Regions from separate parts of the Arabidopsis thaliana genome. Here region 1 is linked to region 2. A link is a contact called in public capture Hi-C data. All regions are on one chromosome and are shown on one strand. The core of a region is the stretch at or near the end of the contact, and the rest is flanking DNA. Distances in the headings are between cores, read along the strand shown. Region 1 holds the start of AT4G28670 (cysteine-rich RECEPTOR-like kinase, putative (DUF26)). Region 2 holds the start of HAE (Leucine-rich receptor-like protein kinase family protein).

Region 1 (7,734 bases), core at 2,584-5,083, 74 kb after region 2:
TCTTGGAAGTATTTGAGAAATTTCTTAAGACATTGAACATGTGAAGAGAGAATGTGTTTTCTTCACAATTACAACTAATCCAAAAATGTGTTCGGTGTTTTAAAATTAATTAAGTCAACTATTGATTTGCTGTATAGTGATTTGTGAATGTGCCATAGATAGCTTAAGCTTAAACTAATACTAATATAATTACTATTTTTTATACATACACTTGGTGTGTGGCATAGAGGTAGCTTATGCTTAACTTCATTCTAATTCAGCTTTTGTAGAATGTCTTTATCTATTTTCCCACCTTTTTCCTTTTGTGTCTTTTAACGCTTGCCTTCTAAGGAAGAAAAACAAAAAATATACCATTAGCTCTTAGCAATATTCGATTACATTACATATTAATGATGAATCAGTGATTATATTGTAAATCTCGTATTTAGGATATAGCCACCGAGGTGAACGTTCGAAGCATATAAGAATGGGTGACCTGCACATGTGATGAAGAAGAACAGATGATCCTATTACCCTATGCTCTGCAGCATATTTAAATATCAGATAGGTCCAAATAAATTTCATTATTAATTAAAATCAGCAATAATGAAGATATTCCCACGATCGATCTTCACGTTTCTTCTTACCCCTTTTGAATTTCGAAAAGCTTCTTTCTATTTGGTTGGTTAAAAAAAATTAAGATCGAGCCCACTCATGGCCATTATACGTGAAAACATATTTCTTTAGTTCAATCATACTTACCTTGATGCGTAACAAAAGTGTGAATACTATAATGTATGCCACTGCAGAGAGTGCAGGCTTGTTACTGTTCTTTCGTTTGCATGATTGATTAGATAAGAATCTTCCCATGTTACAGATTTATGGCAGTGTAATATAGGTATAGTATAATATTGTTGATAATATAACAAATAAAAATTAAATAAAGTGGTTAATTGTATCACTTCTTGAATGTATCAGCAAATTGTCCCTAATTAAAATGCTACTTTCTTAAACGTTCTTCAGATATAAAATTCTAATTTCGTAAACTTTCTACCTGATGTCTAAAAGACTAAAAGCATGTGTAGACGTATACACCCAAAGTCAGTGCCAATGCCTTTAAGGTAAAGTAAAATGGAGACGGAATAAAAAAAACGTACGTCAAACGAGAGAATATAATTTTTATTTTTTTTTCAGACTGCCCAATTAGCATAGCATAGTAATTTGATATCACTAAAAAGAATCCAAACTTGATAAATAATAACCGTGACAAATTCAACACCAAGATGTTTAAAAACTCAAACAGATATGTATGTATCAAGAACGGGTCGAGGTAAACTAACTGATCAATTTGATAAAGGATAAGATAAGCTAAATGCTAAATGATTTGTGGGAAAATGGCAGAGAAATGCACACGCATAATATTCATCAAAACAATTATTGTAATACTCCAACAATTACCCACTCCTCTTACTGATTTCATGTTTCCATCCTTCTTATTACAGTACTAAACACAAACTGTTGCTTCACATGCACTCATGTGGACCTGTCTTTTATACAATTGTTTTTTCTTTCTTATTATTTGTTGTTTTTAGAAAACATTCCGATCCGTAGTTAAGTTCTTCATTTGCTTAATTATCCTTTCGATCGTTGGATAAAATACCTTAAATTCTACGATTACTCAGTAAGTAATTTTTTTTTATATAATTGATAGAATACACTTTTCAGTTTTGAATCTTTCGACTGATCACTGATATATACAATATCTTAGGAAAATAAATAAATTTGATCTACACCATAAATATTATAATAATCAATTATTACCCAAAAGAACAATGGATGGTTTATAGGAGATTTTATAGACTATAGATCATAAAGAAATAAACACTTACAAGAGGTTTGAAGGCTTAATGGGATGCATGTGGATCAGCACCTATAGTGACTTAATTTAGTATTAATTTCTGTATTATCAGAGAGAGAAACCTAATCCCACAAATAAGTACCTAAACTCTTTGCAAATGGTGTTTTGTTGGGTTATATTATTAATACCATACTAATTAATATATTAACAAGTAAGTATGTATGCTGACGATTCGTCACATGGCCATCAGGGATCAGGCCATGGGATTCGCTATGGCATCACAGACTTGAGAGTCCAGCTTTTCCTTACGATCTACACGCATGTGCCACGTGTGTTTCATGCATCTTAAAAACCTCTGAGACAGCAAGAGACTCTCTGACTCTGTCTAAAGCCAAAATGGGTTTATTATATGACAATTTGACCAAAATGGGCTTATTATAAACATCTCGGGCCTAAAGGTAAAAGCCCATAAGTTGAGACGATGACGGTATCCAAATGAAGGAACGGCTTTGGTAGTGACACGTCACGATTCTCCCGCCACCACACCACAGCTTTTTGCTTCATCTCCTTCTTACTCTCTGTGTCTCTAACTCCTCGTGCACTCAGACATCACAGATATGGCTTGTGTTCGGTCGATTGGTTCTTTAACTTCTGTCAACCATTCTCAACGAAATGTTCCTCGCTCAGGTACGCGAAAAAACCCTAATTTCGCACTTTTGATTCGTCGAATTGGTAGTTGAAATCTTCGTGTTGCATGTAGCTTGAATAAGGAAAATTTCCCGTAATTTTCGGTATAATGCTGAATCCGAAACTGTAACGAGATTTATCGGAAACGAATCGGTATAAATCGTGTTTCTTTGCGAGCTCATGATTTCTCTGATTTGATAAACAAGTTGTTAAGGCAGTAACTTGATGTAATCTGATCATGGTTTCATAGTAAATGTGTGTTCTAAGTAATTGTGGATTAGGGTTATGGAAAAAGATTGGATTTTTACATGTCTCGCTATCAATTAACTTCAAGTGTGTAATTAAGAACCATAGTTTGATCCCTTTTGTTGCAGGCATTGTCTTATCTTCATGCTCTGTTCTTCCCATCAAAAGCTCATCTTTCACTGGATCCCCTGTTTCTCTCCCGCGGGCTCAACCATCATCCCGAACAGCTCTAAGACCGATGAAACCCGTCTCTATCACGATGATGGTAAAGCCGGCGCTCCAATTCATCCAAGGGACGGATGAGATGACAATCCCTGATGTTAAGCTGACTCGATCAAGAGACGGAAGCAACGGAATGGCACTGTTCTCTTTCGACCAACCATCCGTTTTCGACTCGAGCGGTGAAGTCGGAGAGATTACAGGATTGTACATGATTGATGAGGAAGGTGTGATTCAGTCGACGGATGTGAACGCGAGATTCGTGAATGGGAAACCGGAAGGGATTGTGGCGAAGCACATAATGCGATCGCCGAAAGAATGGGACAGGTTCATGAGGTTTATGGAGCGATACTCGGACCAGAATGGCTTGCAGTTTGTTAAGAAGCAATGAGGTTGGAGAGAATTTTCAATGAGCAAAACAAAATGTGTATGTTACATTAAATTTTTTCACTCTTTTGATTTATAATCTTGTACTCTCCTAGTTTTGATCTTTACTTGAGTTTCAACTTACAATGGTAATCTAGGCTTTTGTTCTGATTAAATTTGGTTTAATCTAAACAAATCCATGATTTTACTAAAGGTATGATCATAATTTCATTATGAATTGTGCTATTAGTCAAATACTTAACTGTGTTTGTGTTTATATTACGAGTGTTCAATCCAATTAAACCAAAACCGTGTAAGAGATTTAAAATAGAAAACACACTCCACTGAAATTGAACAGAATCAAAACTAAACCGAACTTTGAGCATATCCGGTTTTAAGTTGATGACCATATATAGCCAAAAGTCGTTAAGAATAGTTTATTATGAAAAGGGGCATCAAAGCATTGTTCCTCTGCATCATGGCATCGACGTTAATCTCTTCTTTGGCCGTTGTCTTGCCGTTAACGTTACTAGCTCCGTCAATGTCCATGAAAATCTCTCGAATCGACGTCCTCGGATATATTTGTAACAACGGCACCGTCTCCAACGAGGAGGCTTACCGGAGATCATATCAGATTAACCTCGACGCGATCAGAGGTGATATGAGGCATGTCAAGTTTGGAACTCATGAACATGGAGATCCTCCGGAGAGAATGTACGTTTTGTCGCAGTGTGTTAGCGATCTCTCATCCGACGAATGTAGTTTATGTTGGTCACGTGCTACCGATCTCCTCTCTCAATGTTTCCCGGCCACCGGTGGTTGGTTTCACCTCGACGGTTGTTTCGTTAGAGCTGATAATTACAGCTTCTATCAAGAACCTGTTTCTCATCAGGACACCAAGGTAGATGGTTATGTTTTGTCAGAAATCTCATATCGAAAATATGATGGGACTAGTAATATATAAGTGCTATAGTTGGATCAATTCTGCACAAACTTGTCTAATACAGAACTTAATCCTAGGAATTTAGTGTGGATCCGATTCTTGAAGAACAATCAACTAAATTGTCCTAATATGTCGACCATTTTGGGAATGTAGATATGTGCTAGTGATAAGGAGAAGTCTGCAGAATTCAAAGGTTTAGTAAAGGAAGTGACCAAATCCATTGTTGAGGCGGCTCCATATAGTCGAGGTTTCTCGGTGGCTAAAATGGGAATCCGGGATTTAACGGTTTACGGGTTGGGAGTATGCTGGCGAACGCTAAATGATGAGTTGTGCAAATTATGCTTAGCAGATGGAGCTTTATCGGTTACGAGCTGCTTACCATCCAAAGAAGGTTTTGCCTTGAATGCAGGATGCTACTTGCGTTACTCTAACTATACCTTCTATAATGAACGTGGATTGCTTGCTATGAGTATGTCTCTGTCTCTGTCTCATAACACTTGTGTTATTTGTAAAAATTGTGATCCGTTTGTATTATGATCATAACATTTCTTGTATGTTTTTCTTGTAGGCTTCACTAAAGAAAACCTTACGTATATATTTGTTATTTCCATGGTGGGTGTGTTGGCTATTGCAGCTGGATTTTGGTGTGGAAAATGCTTCTATATGCGAACTAGTCCAAAGAAGAAGATTAAAGGTAAGTTCCACAAGACTATATTGTGCTCATAAAGGAACTAAGACTAAAAAGTTTCATTTGTTTGGACATCTAAGGATAGAGAAAGAGTCAGAGTCAATATGTACTGAGTCACACTTGATGAGCTTTGAGTATTCAACTCTTAAAAAAGCAACCAACAACTTCAATGAGAGTTGCAAGCTTGGTGTTGGTGGATATGGTGAAGTCTTCAAGGTTTCTCTCTTCTCTGTATAACTATCTTTCTTTACACTTTACCACTATGTTGATTGATTAAAAATCCTTATTGTCTTTTTGACAGGGAACTCTGTCTGACGGTAGAGAAATTGCGATTAAACGACTACATGTATCAGGAAAGAAGCCACGGGATGAGATCCATAATGAAATAGATGTGATTAGTAGATGCCAACACAAGAACTTGGTTAGGCTCTTAGGTTGCTGCTTCACTAACATGAATAGTTTCATTGTTTATGAGTTCCTCGCCAATACAAGCCTTGATCATATCTTGTTTAGTAAGACACTCTTCTCTAATCACGCACATATCTTCTTACTTGTTTGAAAAGTTTCTAAACATTTTTTCCTTGACATGGAAATGAAGACCCGGAGAAGAAGAAAGAGCTTGACTGGAAGAAGAGGCGAACCATAATCTTAGGAACAGCTGAAGGGTTAGAGTATCTTCACGAAACGTGCAAGATCATTCACAGAGATATCAAAGCAAGCAACATTCTGTTAGACTTAAAGTACAAACCTAAAATATCAGATTTTGGATTAGCCAAGTTTTATCCAGAAGGTGGCAAAGACATCCCTGCTTCTTCTCTTTCTCCTTCTTCAATTGCGGGCACTCTGTAAGTCCTTTCAATACAAAGAACTTCGTAGAGGTCCTTACTATTGGTCTGATTTAGAATGTGAATGTTACATTGTTTACAGAGGATATATGGCTCCTGAATACATTAGCAAGGGAAGACTAAGCAATAAAATCGATGCTTATAGCTTCGGAGTTCTTGTTCTCGAAATAACCAGCGGTTTTCGAAACAATAAGTTCCGGTCTGATAACTCCCTTGAAACCTTAGTTACTCAAGTGAGTCTCCATCTTCATCACATCAATCTTTAACTCTCCGAGTGACCTTCATATATAACCCATTTTCGAACCTTTTAATTTCTTGAACAGGTTTGGAAATGTTTTGCTTCAAACAAGATGGAAGAGATGATAGACAAAGATATGGGAGAAGATACAGATAAGCAAGAAATGAAGAGAGTGATGCAGATCGGTTTGTTGTGCACACAAGAGTCTCCACAACTTCGTCCAACAATGTCTAAGGTTATACAAATGGTTAGTTCCACAGATATTGTATTGCCCACTCCTACTAAACCACCTTTCCTTCATGATTCCATGTAAAAATTCATGTAGAATTTATATAGATTCCTCAATTCCTTATTGTTAATAACACATTACTAGAAAACATACAAATAATCATTGTGTATTTCGTACGAATAACTATTAAAAATTATGTTTATTTTTCTTCTAAGTTATGTAGATAGATTCAAAATATATATTTTTGAGATTCATCCCAATATTAACACCTATATATATGTTTATATATGATTAATCTCAAAATATAATACAATGTGATAAAATAAATGAATGAGATAAAGACTGGTCTGACGAATGTGTATCATTGTCTGATAAGTTAGTTAGTGCCTTGTGTTGTTATTTGTGGAAGGCTTGTACTGTTCCAACCGTCCATTACTTTTTTTGAGAAAATTTGTTGAGAGGGCAATTTTCAAGTTTGTAAATTTGCCACTTCAATAACTTCTTTGATTTGATTTGTCAATTAGGTAGTTCTTACTTCTTACTACATTGATGTCATGCACTTTCATTTAGCTGTCATTTTAGAGAAGAAATTACAAAAACGTTATTATTTTAACTAACTACTTATGTGGAATACTATCTCATTTCGGGGGTACATTGTTTTAACGGTGGCGATAAAAAGTGTTTTGTAACAGTGAATAGAGAATAATATACTGTTGACACATGATAGTGTAAAAGTGAACATTATATAACGAACAAGTGTGTGGTAAATACTATCACCAGGGTAAAGTAAAGACATTGTTGTATTAATGTGACCCATGCTGACGAAAATATGTATGTCTGTGACTCATAATGACAAAAATTATTAATCATACATCATGTCATCACTTTGCCTTAATTTGTTGGTTAATATAGAGCATATGTTGGCTAATAAAAAGAAGAAGAAGAAACTATCAAAATAAAAATTACGAGAACGTTACAAAAGTAAAAAAATTAGATGCATACATGTGTTAAATGTTTTATAAAGTTTAATTTGTGTGGAGTATATCATTTTTGAACAAATAACCATAAATAGAAAAACAAGAAAATACTCAATTCTTAAGTCAAAAATAGTATTACCAAAGTCAAAAATAGATGTACGCATGTGTTCTTCGAGTATCTCAATTCTTTCGAAGGTATTATATATTTTATATTTATGCTAAAATTTTACAGCTTCTATGATAGAGAGTGACTTATTATACTATATAAACGCTAGACCATTGAGTGATGCAAATCACAAAGCTTCTTTAATAACACACATACAGATTCTTTCAACAGCTGCCACTACCTTTCGAAATGTAAGCATCTCCTCTAATCTCCATCATTTTTCAGAATGTGTTACAAATGAAATATAATAAAAATGTTTAAACCCCAACATATGTATGACAGGGAATTTGGTA
Region 2 (7,264 bases), core at 2,982-5,481:
AAGTTCAAGCAGATCTCTGAGGCCTACGATGTATGTGTTTGATTCCTCCACTGCTTTTGCTTTATTGAAATCGTCCCTAAAGTTTTGATTTTTATTTCTATTGAGAAATTTTCATTCCCTTGATACTGTCGGTGGTCACGAACTTGTTTCTGATTTTTGATATGAGATGCAATTAGTCTGATTTCACGATTTGATGTTGTGTTGGTTCGTGGGGTTTTTAGATTTCGTGTCCCTGAGTAATTCGAATCATAGTATATAGTAAAAGATGATTGCTTTATATTTGGGCAAGCTAGGTTATCTCCAAAGCTCTTAATTTGTGCTTTCTTTGCTGATCTTCTGAGTCATGATTTATCCGTTTTCTTAACTCTGTGATTGATTATTGAGAACCTCTTAGGCACTCTGTACTTGTCAATGTGTAGCTTAGGATTATGAGGAACATACTAAGATTGTTTGATTTGACTCAGGCTTTTATGAGGCTAATGTTGGTTTTTGTTGTGAGATGATTAGGTTCTTAGCGATCCTCAAAAGAGAGCTGTATATGATCAATACGGTGAGGAAGGGTTAAAAGGGAATGTGCCACCTCCCAATGCTGCTACTAGTGGAGCATCCTACTTCTCAACAGGAGATGGATCTTCGTCTTTCAGATTCAACCCGAGAAGTGCAGATGATATATTCGCTGAGTTTTTCGGGTTCTCGACCCCGTTTGGTGGCGGTGGTGGTGGCACTGGAGGGCAGAGATTCGCTAGCCGCATGTTTGGTGATGATATGTATGCCTCGTTTGGTGAAGGAGCAGGTGGAGGAGGAGCTATGCATCATCATCACCATCATCATCATCACGCTGCAGCTAGGAAAGTGGCTCCTATCGAGAACAAGTTGCCTTGTAGCCTTGAAGATCTCTACAAAGGAACCACCAAGAAGATGAAGATCTCCAGGGAGATTGTAGATGTCAGCGGGTAAGTGATTGAACTCAGATACCATTTCGATCACACTTATAACATTTTGTTATTAGGCTTATCTACTAGTCAACCTAGAGCATGGTTTTAGAAATATACAACCTCCCAAGTCCCAAGTATGATGAACATATATGAAACAAAGTTTCAAGCTTTTAGATTCTGCAACATTCCCCAGCTTCCATATGGTTAATTGTTGATTTGAGCTGACCCTAGTTGTTGTCTTAACAATATCTAATATCTGTCTTCTGGTAAATGCAGTAAGGCAATGCAAGTGGAAGAGATTCTAACGATTGGAGTGAAACCCGGGTGGAAGAAAGGCACAAAGATCACATTCCCAGAGAAAGGCAATGAGCATCCAGGTGTGATTCCAGCGGATCTAGTCTTCATCATTGACGAGAAACCCCATCCAGTGTTTACCCGTGAGGGCAACGACCTGATTGTCACACAGAAAGTCTCACTAGCTGATGCCTTAACAGGCTACACCGCAAACATAGCGACCCTTGATGGCCGTACACTTACAATCCCGATCACAAATGTGATCCATCCAGAGTATGAAGAGGTGGTTCCTAAAGAGGGAATGCCACTCCAGAAAGATCAGACAAAGAAAGGGAACTTAAGGATCAAGTTCAATATCAAGTTTCCAGCGAGATTAACTGCGGAACAGAAAGCTGGGTTTAAGAAGCTTATTGGGTGATGATTAAAGCATCTCTGTCTTGTGATGTGTGGAGATTGGGATAAATTTGGTAATATACAATTTATAGGGAATTATCTCCCTCTTCATTAAATTTCGTGTTGTTAAACAAGTCTTCTTTTTAAAGAATAGTTTTTTCAAGATTTGGTACATGTCCTCCATAAACAAAAATTGAAGATCACAAATCTTTTTGTTATACAAAAGTTTTTCAGTTCTTGTCTAGAGTATGAAATTATTCTTTGGTAAGGGGAGATCCGATGCCATGACGGCGTGTAGGGAACGCTAGGAAGAAGGCACCACAAATGACGCCGATGACAAAAGGTAAACTGGTAAGAATCTCCTTGGTTTCCTCGGAAGGAACGGGGAATAAACAACGGGTTACGTTCTGATCAAACATGGAGACTGCGAAGAAGACGAGCATTGACATGATTGCGTGAATAAAATCAAGAATCTTGAGCTTATACTTTTCCTTCTCCTCCTCCGTTAAAGTAATCGATCCATCCATCACTAATAGCCCACTCCACGTTGCCAACCCGTACCTAACCTGCAACATTAAGTTTGGTGCTTATGTCAACAAGTTGTTATGAATGGTACAAAACAGCGGAAAATGTGACAGAGATATGTATATATACCTTGCCGTTTGGGTCTCTAATGGAGTCGGTAAAGGAGAAGAGGAAGCAGGAGATGGCGCATAAGGAGACGAGGAAGCAGGTGAGCCAGCGACTGGTGATGGTGGGACACTGACCTTGATGGGTTAGGACCGGACACATTATTTGAAAACTCATTACAGAACCGGTTGGGAGCAGATTTGATAGATGAGCTGTTCCTTTGAATGTTTTCCTCACAACTCTCTCTACTTTCGACTTTGGTTTTCTTGGTGCCGACGGCAACGATGCTATCAATGACTGCTTCGTCTCCTCCATCTTCAATTGTTTTTTCGTTAATCACTCTGCAAATTCGAATGATTATATATGTTTCTTTTTTTTGTCTCTATGGTTAATTCTGATTTGAAAGAATTGCACAAGATTTTATGGGTTTCGATTTCTTTCTTTTTTGGTGTTTGCTTCCGTTGAGTTGTTTGTTCAGGTTTCAAGGTTGATATTCTGTTCTTCCATTTTTATGTTTCTGTTGCATGTCAGGATTAGCAATAAAAAACGTAAAAACCAAATAACATTTGAGTAACGAAACAAGAAATAGGAGTTTTGTAACAGAAAGGATTAAACTAAAACTCTGTCACCGTTTCCTAAGAAGATATATCATTATCAAAGTTACTTTTATTATATTGATATAGTAAAACTTTGCTAAACTAGTAAAAACTAGTTTTTCGAAAATAATCTAGATTAGAATTCTCCAAAGACGTGGCTTAATTCTAATCTGTCTAACGTATGGACCATAAAGAATTGTATTAAATTGGTCTTTGAACGAATTTATTCTTCGGCTAAAAGAGGTTATCGGTTGTGAAGTGGACCTGCAATTTCATTTGTTTGTTCATAAGAATATATGAACGAGAACTTAGGTGACCTCTATTTCATATAACTTTTACATACTGCATACTGGTAAATCATATGAAATATGGACTTTTAAAACGAAACAAAAATCACGTATAACCCTATTAGTGTATATAGAGTCTCTGTTGTGTTGAGACTCTGTTGTGTTGAGACTCTATATACACTAATAAACCCTTTTTACTTCTTTGTTCCATACGAATTAAGCTTCAGAATAACAGAATTTAAGAGAATATCGTTATTAACAGCAAAAGTCCAAAACAATTAAAAGGCAGAGTGCTTGTGGAGACGTAAAGGGAATGCAAACTAAGAAGAAGAAAAGTCATTATCGTTAGAGGACCAAAGACTTAAACATTATTGGATTAAGGTGACATCATAGTGCATAGTGCGTTGTACCATCGCGCAAACTCGTGATATTCGATCACGGATTAAAGCCATGATCTATCATTTTCTCTTCTTTCCCCCCTTAAATCTCGTTGTTTTTTCAAATCATAGTGACTGTTGCTTTTCCCATCGAAATGAAAGTAATCTAACAAAATCTACTGTTAGATCATGTTTCTCCGACCAACCAAATTTGACCTTGTCTACATATACACGTGGCTTCACAAATGCGCATCAAGCAATTGGAACTTGGAAGCATCACTATAGTTCTAAACTTCCAATTAAAAGATTGTTAGTCAATCTAGGGTTGGGATCATAGGTGGCTAAGTTTTCGGTTTAACAAATTTTCGAGATCATCGATATAAAATCATAGGATATGTCCTCATCACAATACAGTATACACACACACATAAGTGATTAAGTTATGCATTCATAACATTAATCCAGAAGCTTTATATGCAGACTCGAAAAGTCAACATAAATCCAGCATTACATGGCCCATTTGTCTCCATCATTTTGACCATCATAGCATTTCAGTTGACTTGGAGAGTGACCATTGGTCCATTCTGTTTCTTTTCAAATGAACAATTAAATGTTTGTTCATTTATCAAAAAAATATTTTTTATAAAATTACCTTATGTAATTATTCATAATCCGATTTTTTTTTAATATCACTTTACAAATTTGTTTATGATTTATATGTACAGTAGTACTTTGCTCCGTAATCGATTTCACATGGATGTATACTATTGCCTCCTAATTCTTCCAATATCGGAAAACATGTCTCACCCATGTCTTGTCACAGTGCTCGTTTCCCTTTTTGCTTCTACAATTCCTTATAATTACCAATCCATAATTTCGTTTTATTCACAAATCCAAAGCATGAAAAAAGAAGAATAACGATTCCTTTTCCAAAAAAATGCTTTATTGTCTTATTCTCCTCCTATGTCTCTCTTCTACGTATCTACCAAGTCTATCTCTAAACCAAGATGCCACCATTCTCCGGCAAGCCAAACTGGGCTTATCCGACCCGGCCCAGTCCCTATCTTCATGGTCCGACAACAACGACGTCACCCCATGCAAGTGGCTAGGCGTGAGCTGCGACGCCACGTCAAACGTTGTCTCCGTCGATCTCTCAAGCTTCATGCTCGTCGGACCTTTCCCCTCCATCCTCTGCCACCTTCCTTCTCTCCATTCCCTCTCTCTATATAATAACTCCATCAATGGCTCTCTCTCCGCCGACGACTTCGATACGTGTCACAATCTCATCAGTCTTGATTTATCGGAGAATCTATTGGTTGGATCCATCCCAAAGTCACTTCCTTTCAATCTCCCAAACCTCAAGTTCCTTGAAATCTCCGGAAACAACTTATCAGACACGATCCCGTCGAGCTTCGGAGAGTTTCGAAAGCTTGAGTCTTTAAACCTCGCCGGTAACTTCCTCTCCGGTACAATTCCCGCCTCTCTCGGTAACGTCACGACTCTTAAAGAACTCAAACTCGCTTACAATTTGTTTTCTCCGAGTCAAATCCCGAGTCAACTCGGAAACCTCACGGAGCTCCAAGTTCTCTGGCTCGCCGGCTGCAACCTCGTCGGTCCGATACCTCCGTCTCTGTCCCGGTTAACTAGTTTGGTTAACTTGGATTTGACATTTAACCAACTCACAGGATCTATCCCAAGTTGGATCACGCAGCTAAAAACCGTCGAGCAAATCGAACTATTCAACAACTCGTTCTCAGGCGAGTTACCAGAATCCATGGGTAACATGACGACGCTAAAAAGATTCGACGCGTCGATGAATAAGCTGACAGGAAAAATACCCGACAACTTGAATCTGTTAAACCTCGAGTCACTCAATCTCTTCGAGAACATGCTCGAAGGTCCTTTACCGGAGAGCATAACTCGCTCCAAAACCTTGTCAGAACTCAAGCTTTTCAACAACAGACTCACCGGAGTATTACCGAGTCAACTCGGCGCTAACTCACCGTTACAGTACGTGGACTTATCGTATAACCGATTTTCCGGCGAAATACCGGCGAATGTCTGCGGTGAAGGGAAGCTAGAGTATCTAATTCTTATAGACAATTCGTTTTCAGGAGAAATCTCTAATAATCTCGGAAAGTGTAAGAGCTTGACCCGGGTCCGATTGAGTAACAACAAGCTTTCGGGTCAAATCCCACATGGATTCTGGGGATTGCCTCGCTTGTCACTTCTCGAACTCTCTGACAATTCGTTCACCGGAAGTATTCCTAAGACGATCATCGGCGCGAAGAATCTATCGAACCTACGAATCTCAAAGAATCGATTTTCAGGTTCAATCCCCAACGAAATCGGATCGCTTAACGGAATAATCGAGATTTCCGGAGCGGAGAATGATTTCTCCGGTGAGATTCCTGAAAGCTTGGTGAAATTGAAGCAATTGAGCAGGCTTGATCTCAGTAAGAATCAACTCTCCGGTGAGATTCCTAGAGAACTTCGTGGTTGGAAGAATCTAAACGAGCTTAATTTGGCTAATAATCATCTCTCCGGTGAAATCCCTAAAGAAGTCGGAATCTTACCTGTTCTCAATTACCTTGACCTTTCAAGCAATCAATTCTCCGGTGAGATTCCGTTGGAGTTACAGAATCTGAAGCTAAACGTTTTAAACCTTTCGTATAATCACCTCTCCGGTAAAATCCCTCCTCTCTACGCTAATAAAATCTACGCACATGACTTCATCGGAAATCCCGGTTTATGTGTTGATCTCGACGGCCTTTGTCGGAAGATCACACGGTCTAAAAACATCGGCTATGTATGGATTCTTTTAACGATTTTCTTACTCGCCGGTTTGGTTTTCGTTGTCGGGATCGTTATGTTCATTGCCAAGTGTAGAAAACTCAGAGCTTTGAAGAGTTCTACTTTAGCAGCGTCGAAATGGAGATCATTCCACAAGCTTCATTTCAGTGAGCACGAGATAGCTGATTGTCTCGATGAAAAGAACGTAATCGGGTTTGGATCTTCTGGTAAAGTCTATAAAGTTGAGCTTAGAGGTGGAGAAGTTGTAGCTGTGAAGAAACTTAACAAAAGTGTTAAAGGAGGAGATGATGAATACAGTAGTGATTCGTTGAATAGAGATGTTTTTGCAGCGGAGGTTGAAACGTTGGGGACGATTAGGCACAAGAGTATTGTGCGTTTGTGGTGTTGTTGCAGCTCTGGTGATTGTAAGTTGTTGGTGTATGAGTACATGCCTAATGGGAGCTTAGCTGATGTGTTGCATGGTGACCGCAAAGGCGGTGTTGTGTTGGGTTGGCCAGAGCGGTTGAGGATTGCTTTGGACGCTGCCGAGGGTTTATCATACTTGCACCATGATTGTGTTCCTCCCATTGTGCACCGCGATGTGAAGTCGAGTAACATACTGCTAGATAGCGATTATGGGGCTAAAGTTGCTGACTTTGGGATCGCTAAAGTCGGTCAGATGAGTGGTTCCAAAACTCCAGAAGCTATGTCCGGGATCGCCGGTTCTTGTGGTTACATTGCACCAGGTATAAACCAAAACATATTTCAGCTGCATTTTGTAACTTTTGATCTTATATTAATAGTTTTCAATTTTGCAGAATACGTATACACACTTCGGGTGAATGAAAAGAGCGATATCTACAGCTTTGGTGTGGTGCTTTTGGAACTGGTTACAGGGAAGCAACCAACTGATTCAGAACTTGGAGATAAAGATATGGCAAAATGGGTGTGCACTGCAC

The links. Capture Hi-C pulls out chosen DNA fragments and counts their contacts.
Region 1: a capture Hi-C map of shoot shows a contact between it and region 2, with 2.1 times the contacts expected there. A contact is called at or near these places in 1 of 26 Hi-C or Micro-C datasets (rosette leaf), 1 of 2 datasets of targeted methods (shoot) and 1 of 3 other capture datasets (shoot).

What each region holds. Positions count from the first base shown.
Region 1 is chr4:14,147,554-14,155,287 of TAIR10.1, forward strand. It overlaps AT4G28670 (cysteine-rich RECEPTOR-like kinase, putative (DUF26)), which reads left to right and starts at 3,834. Exons shown (of 8, transcript NM_119009.1): 1 at 3,834-4,256; 2 at 4,452-4,767; 3 at 4,867-4,992; 4 at 5,027-5,202; 5 at 5,288-5,498; 6 at 5,585-5,831; 7 at 5,914-6,064; 8 at 6,155-6,382. The coding sequence starts at 3,834. The coding sequence ends at 6,382. PSB28 (photosystem II reaction center PSB28 protein) reads left to right here and starts at 2,296. Exons shown (of 2, transcript NM_119008.4): 1 at 2,296-2,524; 2 at 2,899-3,610. The coding sequence starts at 2,455. The coding sequence ends at 3,380. TYRDC (L-tyrosine decarboxylase) reads left to right here and starts at 7,523. Exons shown (of 11, transcript NM_001341929.1): 1 at 7,523-7,632; 2 at 7,724-7,734. The coding sequence starts at 7,631.
Region 2 is chr4:14,073,445-14,080,708 of TAIR10.1, forward strand. HAE (Leucine-rich receptor-like protein kinase family protein) reads left to right here and starts at 4,232. Exons shown (of 2, transcript NM_118991.3): 1 at 4,232-7,051; 2 at 7,124-7,264. The coding sequence starts at 4,450. AT4G28480 (DNAJ heat shock family protein) reads left to right here. Exons shown (of 3, transcript NM_118990.4): 1 at 1-30; 2 at 508-953; 3 at 1,212-1,827. The coding sequence ends at 1,647. It overlaps DMP7 (transmembrane protein, putative (DUF679 domain membrane protein 7)), which reads right to left and starts at 2,567. Exons shown (of 3, transcript NM_148380.2): 1 at 2,490-2,567; 2 at 2,277-2,389; 3 at 1,791-2,183. The coding sequence starts at 2,567. The coding sequence ends at 1,877.